Regions from separate parts of the Zea mays genome. Here region 1 is linked to region 2. A link is a contact called in public Hi-C data. All regions are on one chromosome and are shown on one strand. Each heading gives the region's core, a stretch centred on a gene start, on an enhancer-like site or on the middle of the called end of the contact. The rest is flanking DNA. Distances are from core to core; before and after follow the strand shown.

The links. Hi-C and Micro-C count contacts between places; a contact is called where the count stands out from the background.
Region 1: a Hi-C map of tassel shows a contact between it and region 2, with 3 times the contacts expected there. The contact joins the promoter of LOC103651400 here to the promoter of LOC100279919 in region 2. A contact is called at or near these places in 2 of 25 Hi-C or Micro-C datasets (leaf and tassel).

Annotation. Positions count from the first base shown.
Region 1 is chr3:217,489,737-217,495,867 of Zm-B73-REFERENCE-NAM-5.0, reverse strand. LOC103651400 (putative exosome complex component rrp40) reads left to right here and starts at 1,364. Exons shown (of 10, transcript NM_001301497.2): 1 at 1,364-1,734; 2 at 1,842-1,944; 3 at 2,037-2,111; 4 at 2,228-2,314; 5 at 3,068-3,124; 6 at 4,041-4,133. The coding sequence starts at 1,897.
Region 2 is chr3:216,725,447-216,731,410 of Zm-B73-REFERENCE-NAM-5.0, reverse strand. LOC100279919 reads left to right here and starts at 3,644. Exons shown (of 10, transcript NM_001367119.1): 1 at 3,644-4,038; 2 at 5,366-5,774. The coding sequence starts at 3,991.

The DNA.
Region 1 (6,131 bases), core at 115-2,614, 770 kb before region 2:
CATAAATCTCGCTTAACAAACCCCCCCCCAAACATTGGGGTACTACGATGTCCGGCTTGAAGATCTTCACAAACCAACATTTCAATAGAAGACACATGGGGTACTACGACGTCCTGAATAAACTACGATTCTACTCCATATTTGCTCGGTGATACAAATATAGAGGTTCCAAAAATCTGAAGTAGCAGCTTCACGAACTTTTAGCGAACCAGGTTGCACAGCAGATTACCCAAACAAATAGCTCCTGTGCATGGACAAAAGTCATTGGCAATCCACTGCGACGTAACATCGAACAACTCATGCGCGTGGACCAAGCTATTGGCAAACGTGGCTAGATATGGCAATGGGTACCCGCTACCCGAAACCCGATGGGTTTTTGCTCTATTAGGGTATGAGTTTGGGTCAATTTCTCTACCCATAGGTTTGTTAATGGGTTCAAATAGAAACCCAACGGGGTACGTGGGCATGGGTTTGTTCTTCCACTACCCATACCCGCAAACCCATGAGTTTTTAAAACCCGCCTTAAAATTAACATTCCTTATAAATATGTCTCATAATATTATTAATTGAATATATTCTAATTCAAATAAACTTCATGTAACAAATTTTAGGCTAAAATTAGTTATCACTTGTTCCTTTATGCTAGCTTATTAATGTATTGATTGTCATTTACATGATGAATTATTTTTATGTTGATGTTAGTGGGTATGGGAAACCCGTTGGGTACCCGAAACCCGCATGGGTATGGGCTTGGGCAAAATTTTATACCCGTTATGGGTATGGATTTTTTAGCGGGCGTATTTTTTCTTCGCGGGTATGAGTTTGGGCAAGTAATACCCAACGGGTTTTTACCCATTGCCATCTCTAAACGTGGCAGAGTCTGCTTCCAGACGCCGCCACTGGCTGGAGGAGGAGCGGGAGGAGCAACAAGGCATTGTGAATTTGTGATCGTCACATTCCTAGAGACCTAGACGTCTGCTGCGCCATCACGGCAGCCCGACCCAGCGTCGCGGCCTCGACGGCGGCCCTGAGCCTCGCCATGGCCGCGACCTCTGACGCCCTCGCCACCTCAACGCTCGCGACCTCGGCATCGATGGTATCTTTGCGCTCATGTTTAATATATAGAAATCGAAATCGGATTCATTGACACCTCTATTTGAGGCGCAAACAACGGTGTCAATTTTACCCGCGGGTTCAGATATCCACGGATATCCGACCTGTCAGATTCGGGTACGAAATTTAACCTGTTGGTCTCACTCGTACCTGACCCGTAATAAAATCGGATCGGGTACGAGTTTTTATATTTCACCCGCGGATCCTAGCAGATATCCAAAATTAAAAGTACATGTATTTTCAGCTTACCAGAGACCGGCCCAATGATCCATCTTTATTTACCCAGAAACCCTAGTCTCTCACGCTCGCGGAGTCAGTCTCACCATCTCTCTCGGCCGACAGCCGGCCACCACCAGCCGCCAGTAGCAATAGCAAATTAGCAACCCGCCGAGCACCGACCTCTCCATAGTTCCTCTACGGCTCTACCGAGCAACCGCCGGCGTCGACCCTGCCGTCCAGGCCCGTCCTGCCGCGGTGCCGCCTGCGTCCCTGCCCCAGCCACCCGGCCGCCACCCGCCGCCGCCAGCGAGGAGCGAGTAGTAGCGACCCTGGTCCCTGCCGCCCTTGCGTTCGTGGCTCCCTGCCCAGTGCCCCTGCGTCAGCGTCACTGCACTCTCCGAGGTAGGAGCCGGCCACCGGAGTACCGGACAGATCCCAGGCTTCTACTGTCTGTCCCTCGCAGGCTCGCATGTATATTTTACAGTTGATGTCTCACTGATCTCAAATAGGTGGAGGTGGTTCTCAAATCTCAAGTCCATCCACGGCGCTACTACCCTCGCTGCAATGGAGTTGAGGAGGCCTGCATCCTCTCCTCTTGTCGACAACTACGTGGTAAATCTTCCAGCCCTATTCCGCACTTTGATCTCTCACTTGCACTATCTGTGCGGATCTGGTCATCACCTCACACTGCCCACCATGGTCAGGTACCTGGTGACGTCGTCCTGGACCTCTCTGAGATGAACAACCAGACCATTAAACTCGGCGCGGGTCTGCGTCAGGTAAGCCTATTCATGGTGGAATGTGGGAGCCGTTGTCTTTTGTGAGACTTAGTGGTTAGGGTTTAATGGGGTTTGTTTGGGCACGAGGCTTATTGGTGATTAAACGGGGTTTGTAGGAGTGTGACACCATCCAGGCGACTAGTGCTGGGAAGCTGCGGCAGTTGAAACCCAACAAGTATTGGATTGAAAACTCACAGAAAAGAGTAAGTTCGGTTTGGCTCTGCCGCTTTGTCAAGATACTTGTTAAGTATTTTATTATCACTGCTGTAGGATGTCGGTTGAATAGATAATTCATATTATGTGTCCCTTTTTGTGGAAAACTGCAAAATCCTGAACTAATATGTTAGCCTAATGTGAACTGAGTATGTTGAATCAGTGGAATGAAAGTTCCATCACTAATGCTTAATGCTCCGTTTGCATGTTGATATTGGAGGGCATGGAATTGAACTGGGTTGAATACCGAATCAGCCATGGTATTGAAATGAGATGCAATTTCAATTCTATTGTTTCGATGTCACCGTATTGTAGTTTGGAATTGTGTGGCCTATATCCACGAATAAAGAGGGGTGACTCTATATTAGGAGAGGGAGTTTCCAGTCATAATCCAATTCCAGGGAATTAGGTCTCTGATTCCAAATCTCATTTCCATGTGCAATCAAAAAACAAAATTTAGGAAAGCTGATTTTAATTCCCTATTCCGTTCACCAATATCTACATCCGAACGTGGTCATTGCCACATTTATCTTTTACCGATTGACTATGTTATTGCCATTTTAATGATTTTTTGGTTTTCATATGTGAAATTAATCAGCATGGTAGGTTCTGATCTGGTTCCCTAATATTGTCTTAACCGTAACGTGGGAGACTGCGGATAGTGTAGTCTGTTCCTCCCTATTTATCGTGATTCAGCAGTGATCAGTCACTTATTCATGTTCATGGTCTTCTTTTTTTTACAGTATATACCTTCTGTAGAAGATACCGTTCTTGGTATTGTGGTCGACACCAAACCAGACGTAAGTATACATTTATATTCAGGAGTATGTGAGTTGATACTTGTTTCTAGATATTTATCTGAGGCTACCATGGATAATGGCTGTCAAAACTATAATTATGTTTTATGGTCCAACATATTTATGATCTTTTTTTTGAACAAACGCAGGAGAGCTGCGTGTCATTTCATTAAGTAGAAAAAACATAGGAGAGACAAGACTTGCCAAACCCCTAATACAAGGCTAGCAGTCCCAAAACCCCTTTCACATGAACTCAACGTGCCACACACATTGAGAAAAAACTACCACCAGCAAAAAAACTAGGCTCCTACAGGCCGTCGCAGGAGGAGCTCCTGAAGAGCTGATGCTCCAGCTAAGCACCAAATAGTACCATCCTCAACCACAGCATGCCTAACCTGTAGGACACAGGGACAGGGTCTTGATTATACAGTCCTAGTTAATAGAATATACGTTTTTCCAATCTTTATGTTTAAGATTTGTAATTGCGATCTTACATAAAACTGTTTGATCTCGTTTAGAATCTGCAATTGCGGCAGTCTTAAAGAATCACCTTACGAAAGGAAAATAGCTGGTAGTATTGAAACTTGGACAATCACTACCAACTGAAATACTACAACAGCATAACTACACAATTCTTTTTACTATAGCATTAAACTGCATGAAAGAGGCAGAAATATTGCTTGATTTGCTTGGTGGTGAAGCAATGTGGAATTGAGCTTCCTAAAAAAAGGACAAATGTCCCTAGTAGAGTAGTAGTGGCAAGATGATCAGCTGATTACCCTTTTCATACAGTTCTAGTATAAAAACAGAAGCCGAAATGGGCTTTGCAAGAAGCTAGACGACTGTTTTTATGTTAATTGTATTTTGCCTGTGATCATGCGATGTATTTTCTTTTCTGAAATAGCTTTGGTTATTACAGAACTTTTTGGTAGACATAAAGGGTCCTAATTTGGCCTTTCTACCAGTACTTTCATTTGAAGGCGGTACAAGGAGAAACATACCCAAGTTCGAGGTAAGACACTGGATCATTTGAACTTTCTAGCATTGTTTAGTTTCATAGTTTTGTCAGCCTTTATACTTTAAGTGTGAAATGTGTGTGTAGTTCTTAACATGTATTCAGTAGCATGTGGATTGCTTCTTATTTTTCTGTTCCAAATAGGCAAATAGTCCTTCCATTCTTTTATGTTTGAGGTTTTAGTACTTTTTATGCTCAAATTATAAAAAGTACAGAATAACCACATGCTTCTTTTAAACCTGTCTTTTTCTACTTTGTAATTTAAATTATTTCTCCTAAACTACATACATTTGATGGTAGTTACTAATGACTAAGTAGACTGAGTCTTTTAGATTGTACAATGTTTAACTTTAGTAGGAACAATTTAGGAAAGTAAATTAGGTGTGATTCTTCTTAAAATTCTACTAGGTGTATGCCCGTGCGTTGCTACTGAATCAATATGATAAAATATATTGATATGCAAAACACTAACAGTTATTCTATACTTCTGTTAGCATCACTAAAAGTGAATGTTTATATAACTTCAAAAATATATAAGATTGTACTCATGCTTTGTCATTAACATCTCAAATAAAACACGTAGGATTCCATAAAAGAATAGTTTATTATATAAGACAGTAAAGTGCATGTGCCTTACTACGGAATTTACAATGATACAAATTATGCATGCGACTAAAAATTGTGTTATGAAATACTGTCATTTTACCTTATTCTACAGTTTGCATTTACTATTGGTGCCTATTGTATATATCATCATGTCTGCTGTTTTGTAGTAACAACAGACCAAATAAGCATGAAACCTTTTATCTCCCAAAGGTAATATTTGGATGCTAGTACACAGTTGATGACAAATAAGAAACATTGCATAGCTAAGAATAAAAATCAATTGCAAGAAAGTCAACATGCAACCTTAATATATCTTTGAATAACTGAGCTATTGTATGGTGTGCGAGAAAGAGGCTGAGGCAGAGTCATTCCTTTATTACTTTGGGGTGTAAGATAATTGGGAGAACCTTGAACCGCTGAACCAGGCTAGCTTACAAAAGAATCAATAGTTATTGTTGGGAAACTTTTGATGTCAAATTGTCTGCATGACTCAAAGCTCTGAATTTCCGCTTTTTGGACTCTTGTACAAAAGCTAAGGTCTATGCTTGCACAAAATCTTTGGCAATTTCAATTGGCGAAAAACCAATATCATGCACCTAGAATGGCAATAAAGCACAGGATAAGAAAAATCAACAAATCAAGCAAAAAAGGAAGGATTATTATTGTATTGCTTAAGCACTGAGCATATATATAACTCTCCAGTCTCCAGCACAACCTCTGTTACTATGGGAGGGAGGGAGATTAAAATGTTTGAATTGTTTTTAAATTACACATAGTTCACAAAACTATTACTCAGCTACAAGCATACTTTAACTTCAAAAGCATATAGGCAGGATTCATATTACATAGAAATATAACAAGCAACAAGATCAGTAGGTATCTACCAATATGTTATGTATAGATAAGTAATCATGAGTTGATATTCCACAGTTCAGTCATCCTTACATTGGATGATGAAACGATATCAGTCCTCCAAGATGGCTAAGCCTTAATCAGTTTGGCAGGTCCGCAGGTGTAGAAAATGTGGCTTCAAAACCTTTTGCAGTAGATACTGGAGGTCTCTGGTCTTCAATACTAAAATCAGAAGTCCTTGACCACATGATCTCTATATCCCTGTATAAAATATAAAAGGTTCACAAGCATCTGAATTTCCAAACCTAAATGCACAATAAACACAAGAAACACTGAGAAATTGTTGTCCAATATAGACAGAAACCTTTCTCCACATATTATCAGGGCACGAGCATATTTTAGTTGATATGGAGTCAATATGTTAATAAAATATATTGAGATATAGGAACATCAATTATCGTTATATCTTCAAGTAAATAGCAAATGGCCTAACACATTTTTAGTGTTTCTATTTTCCTATGATATCTAGCTAGGTTT
Region 2 (5,964 bases), core at 2,395-4,894:
GTATCGCGTCACATCACACCGTCGCATCGCCTGCGGATCAACGGCGAATGCAGTTTTTTTTTTTGTTGCAAATGCACGACGGAGAAGCAAGGCAGACTCGCAGTTGCTGACTTGTACCGTAGGAGCGGCGGACACTCCAGGTCCAGGTCGCGCGTTCATGAACCGATGATGCGAACCAACTGCGCCGGGCGGTCCGGATGGGTTTGAGGCTTTGAGCCTAGAGATGGGGGACGCCGCTTTTCAGTGAGAGCGACAGCTCGTGCACAGGTTTGTCCGCTTCGCTACTGGCGCGTTGCTGCAGCATGTGCATGTGACACTGGATAGGGGGGAAAAGAAGGAAAAGTTGGCGAATCGTGATAGCTAGCCTGCCGACCAGCCGGCCATCACGTGACAGGCACAGGTTTTACCGAAAGCGAAAATGTACTGTGCGTGGCATCGAAACAGGTGCAACGATGTGCGGCGGCGGTGATCCACTCACGGGAGATCAGAGATGTGAACCAGGGGCGCACGGTAGACGATGTCAAACAGGTGCAACCTGTGCCATGGAAGCCACGGCAATCAATACTACGCTATTGGCTATGAGAGTGTGAGAAGCACGCGCGCAGAAAAAACTGCATTACTAATATTATTATTATTGAAGTTGACGATGCGTGCAAACTACTGTGCAAAATGCAAATGCAAGGCACGAAAACCGCGCACCGGCCGTACGTGTGTTGTGTGGACGGATACTTTGAGCTGCCATCTACGCCACACGTTACAAATACATGCACATGTTGCGTGCTTAAACAAGTGGACACGATCACACGAGCGACTCAGACAAGATGGAAACGCAGAGAGAACTTGGGAACGCGGATCGTACAGGCACAGGCACACCCCGATCGACGTGTGGCTCAGTCCTCCGGTACCGATCCAATGGCTGACGATGAGCCACGTCACTGTTTTTTCCCGTCATACGTACACGCGGGGAGGCGATTTGTAGTGCCTTGCGTAGTAGTAAGCATATTGTTCCGGAGATATATACCGACCGAACCACAGGAACAGGTCACGAAGAAAACAACACCGTGAGAATAATTTTGTTCAGCAATCATCAAACGAGTGCAATAATTGTTTAGATGATTGGCTCTCCCGCGCCTTCACAATAATGCACCGCGTGTGACACGCATTATTGAGAGCTCTCTCATTTAATTTGCAACTAGTTTTCTGGAGAGAAAAAAGAGACCGAGCGACATACTCCCTCCGGTGCAGTAAAAGAAGTCATCCTGCGCGTGACCGAGCGTGCACAAAAAGAAGTCATAGCGCGCGTGTGTCTGGGATTTGGACGTTGTTGCCCCTAGTAATTGCACAAAAAAAGATGCATTTAAGAGGAATCGAACTTGAGACCTCTAGTCTAGAATGCCTTGGAGCTGCTGCAGCAACCAATCAAGCTTGATTGTTTTAGTGACGTTAATGCACCCATATCCTTATTTAATAGGGGCAAACAGGGAAAACTCTATGATAATTAATCACTCCTTGGTATGCACAATCATGTCCTAAACGACTACCTTTACTGTACTGGAGGGAGTACGTACATTATTATTCAGCTGCCATTAATGCATAGTCGTCATTGGGAGGAAAATGATCATCGCCGGACGGATATCTCCTGGCGATTCTGTATTACTCCCTACATTTTTTAAGTTGTTGCTGGATAGTTCAATTTTGCACTATTCAGCGACAACTAAAACGAAACGGAGGGAGTACTAATTGTTCAAAGAGAGTGAAATGACACACACGTCTAGGTATGTTCAGAATATGACAAGGGAGATAATTAAAAAAAAACTTAGCTCCGCGAACTCTTAATCCACGATGGATTTAGTTAATGCATGCGATGATGCGCGTTCCTCTGCACTGGAAACAATAATACAACTTGCGTGTATGATCAGCCGCGCGCACATGCCATGCACGCAACGGAGGCTGAACCCTACCGATCCACGGTAGCGTATTATTATTATTATTCTGTGGAAAAGGTAGCTCGCGGCCCAGATCTACTACCATACGATAACTGCGTGGCTATATCATGGCAGCAGGCAGACGTCCACACCCAAGTCCCGAAGCACGCGAAGCTTCCTATCCTATACGGTTATACTGAAGAACAATTCGGTCCACTAGCACACCCATGCGACAGACGGAAAAAAAATGAGTGACGAGGCGACTAGGCGAGGCATGCAGGCTCTGAAAGAAAGCGCGTCTGGCCTGCAGCTGCAGCCTGCTCTGCCTGCCGGGCTACCGGTCTCGCCGCCGCACCGACCAAAACCAAACGGTGCGCCAACGTCAAACCCCGAAACCGAAAACGCAAAATCCACAGCAAAAAAACCCAATAAAACTCGGGGCAAGCTGCCCGTCCATCCGCAGCCGCAGCGGCCAGTCGGCCACCACACCAGGCTGCAGGCTCGGCGGTAGGAGTCGGCCACCGACCCCCGTCAGCGCACCGCAGCCCGTACCGTGCGCAACCAAAACAAGCCTGGCGTGCTTGTCCTGGCTCGCATATCACATGGCGGGGCCAAGGAACGTAACTCCACAGCCCCGCTTCCATACATCAACCAAAAGAAGCGAAAAAAAAAACTGCAGTAGCGGCGGCGCTGAGCCGGAGCCGGAGCCGCAGAGTCACGGACGGCAATCACGGAATCGCCCGGCGAGGCGAACCCGACCAGAGCCGCCTCCCTGCGCATCCATCGCACGGCACGAGGTCGGTCGATTTGAGACTTTGAGAGAGAGACGTACATCTTACTTATATCTATATTTATTTTTAAACTTCACTATATAAAGAGCACAGTCTATTATATAAAATAATATATCAAATAATTATATAGGTAAACAGTTGTACACACTGTTTGGTTTAATGGTTTCTAGAGAATAATTTTTAGTTTCTTAATTTTATTCTAATTTAGTTTCTAAATTGTAAAATATTAAAACTAAAATAAAATTTAGTTTCTCTATTTGGAAAATTAGGGACTAAAATAGAATAAAATATAGAAATTACAAATTAGTCTCTATAAATCATACAACCTTCTAAATAAAATAATATGCATATTGTTTGTTCGTTTTGAATTAGATAGGTGAAATCCGATCCATCTTCTAGTATTTATTAGTATCTGATTAGTACCTAACCTATATCCATATCCATATCCATACAATTAAAGTTAGATACTTAAGACATTAATATTTATTTAAGTCTTATTCAAAATAACTCGATATTATCCTATCCAAAACTACTCATTGAAAAAGAATCATATTCTTATGCTTAAATGCTCAATATCCAGGTGGGCTTACAAATTTGGTCATGATTAATTGCTTTATGGATTGTCTATTGATTAGTTGGTGTATATCTTCTCGATATCGCAAGTTTCTTATGTCCAAATAAAGCATTTAGTTTTTTACTAATAAAAAAACAAAAAGTTTAGCCTTCGTTATTCCTTAGATCCCTTCTTTTATTTCGATATTAGTGCGGATCAAAATCGATGCAACGAAAACGAATGCATATCCAAAGACAAATATAAAATAAATATAGAACAAATAATATCGCTATCTATCCGATATCCGGCTCTCGGCCTCTTGGCTCGTCTTCCGTTTTAACGCCACCTCGCGACGCGGCCCCCAACCCCCACCGCTGCGGTGCTACTGCTACCGTGCTACACCATCAGGAATCGGACGCGGGACGCTACACCACCACCACAGCTCCCCACCTCCACCCTCGCCGCGAGTTGCTCAGTCGCAGACTCGCAGCGAGCGAGGCGGGGGCCTCACTCAGCGCGGGGCGAGGCGAGCGTCCCGGGTGGGCAGCGTCGCGGTCGCGGGCTCGATCGGGTTGGGACGGGGAGGTAGGGAGGAGGGGCCAGGGATCTCCACTCTCGTCCGTGCGGGAGCGCGGGCGTCGCATGCGGCGGCGCGCCGGGGCAAATGCTGGTAGCCTCACGGGCGGAGGAGCGCTCACGCTGAGGCGGCGGCCGGGGAGCGATGCAGGCGCCGGAGCAGCAGCCGCAGCAGCAGCAGCAGCGGAGGAAGGTGAGGGGCAGGGCTCTCGTTTCGCAGTCTCGTCGTCGGTAGGAGTTTGGTTTCTTTCTCGTGGGGGTGGTTGGGGTGCGGGTGGACGCGCGGTCGTCTGGGTTGTTGTTGGCGTTTCAGATCGGTTGGCCTGCCGGCTTGGACCTTGCAAGAAGATGGCGGCTCTGAAATACATGTGAAACAAAAAGGAGCGTTCTTCGCCTCGAGTTTTCCTGGTCCTGGATGTGCACGTCAGCCGTAAGGATTTGTTACTCGTGCCGTTCTTTTCCTTATCCGCAATCGTCCCTCGTCTTCGTTGCGGGAAGACGGTCGCGTGGAGCTGTACTTGGATTTGAATTTGAGTTGTGGAGTCGACACAGTTCAGGTTCGTGCGCCTGCCAAAGAGAATTCTCGGTTCATGGTTTTCCTGGATCAGAGCCTTTCTGAATCATTACCGGGAGGTTCTCTGTTGGATTTGGTAATATCTGAAACTCTCTTCTTCCGGTGTTGGGCCACGTTCTGTTTTCTGCCCTCCAAAGGAAATGGCATCATTCGCGACTTTTCCAACTGTGTCGAATACAAATCGCTCCTTGGCAGAAAAAAAAAGCTGGTTTCAGTTGGGTCCTAGAGGTATCGCAAATGAGGAATTAGATTCGCTGAGTAGTTCGTGTTTATCTTAATCCATTCTGTGGCCTCTCTCGCCTTCTTTCCCTTTGAAGAAAAAAAAAAGATTAATCTGTTCCAGCGGATTAGCTTATCGATATATTCTATGCCCACTCAGTAGGCATGTTGATTGAGATGGTTCTATGCGCAAGAACCCTCACTTAAAGGGTCATTCTTCGACTTCTCATTTTGTCTTTCACGCTTGACCAGCCCTGCTCTGCTCATTGCTGGAGGCAAAGGAAGGTTTGCGCTGGAGGGTAGGTGTAGTGTAATATAAACTACTAGTGCCCAGTTCCTGGCTGTGACATAATCTTTCAGTGGTCATTTGGGTAGGAATTAGGAAGAAAGCTTGGGTGCCAAGATTCACATAGCTGGCTTTTCTCGTTCACTGTTCTCTTGAGTATTCTAATTATACTTCTGAAATCTGCTATTCTCATGAAAGTTGTTTCTTGCAATTACTACCCTAGGATCATCCAAGGAACAATCTAAATTTCTCTAGTGCTATTCCTTCTGTCCACACCATCGTAATCTTGGGATCTGACATTGGGTTTAGTTCTACAAGCAGATTCCACATTTCTACTCAGTTGAATTGGTCCCTCCCATTTGATCATAAGTCTATATGTTTTTTGTTTATTAGTAGCGCTTTGCTGAACAGAGTTAACTCAGTATGTTAAACTTTGCTCAGGGTTCGTCAGAGATGGACTTCTTCAGTGAATACGGCGATGCGAACAGATACAAAATCCAAGAGGTCATTGGCAAAGGAAGTTATGGCGTTGTTTGCTCAGCTGTTGACCAACATACTGGTGACAAGGTGGCAATCAAGAAAATACACAATATCTTTGAGCACTTATCTGATGCTGCCCGGATCCTACGTGAGATCAAACTGCTTCGGCTATTACGCCATCCTGATATAGTTGAGATCAAGCATATAATGCTGCCTCCATCAAGGAGGGACTTCAAAGATATCTATGTTGTATTTGAGCTGATGGATACAGACCTCCACCAAGTCATCAAGGCAAATGATGATTTAACCCGAGAGCATCATCAATTCTTTCTCTATCAGATGCTCCGTGCACTGAAATACATTCATACCGGTATGTTTTTTTCTTTTAGAAACTGATGTCTTAGAAGGGTAGGCCTGGTATAGTGGTGAGAGTTGTCTCATTGAGTCACTAGACTGTAAGTTCGAAGCAGTCTCTCGACATTTGCTGGGAAAGGCTTGCCTCGGTTTATGTCTTCCCCAAACTCTACTCATGTGGGAGCCTCCAGCATTGGATCTGCCAT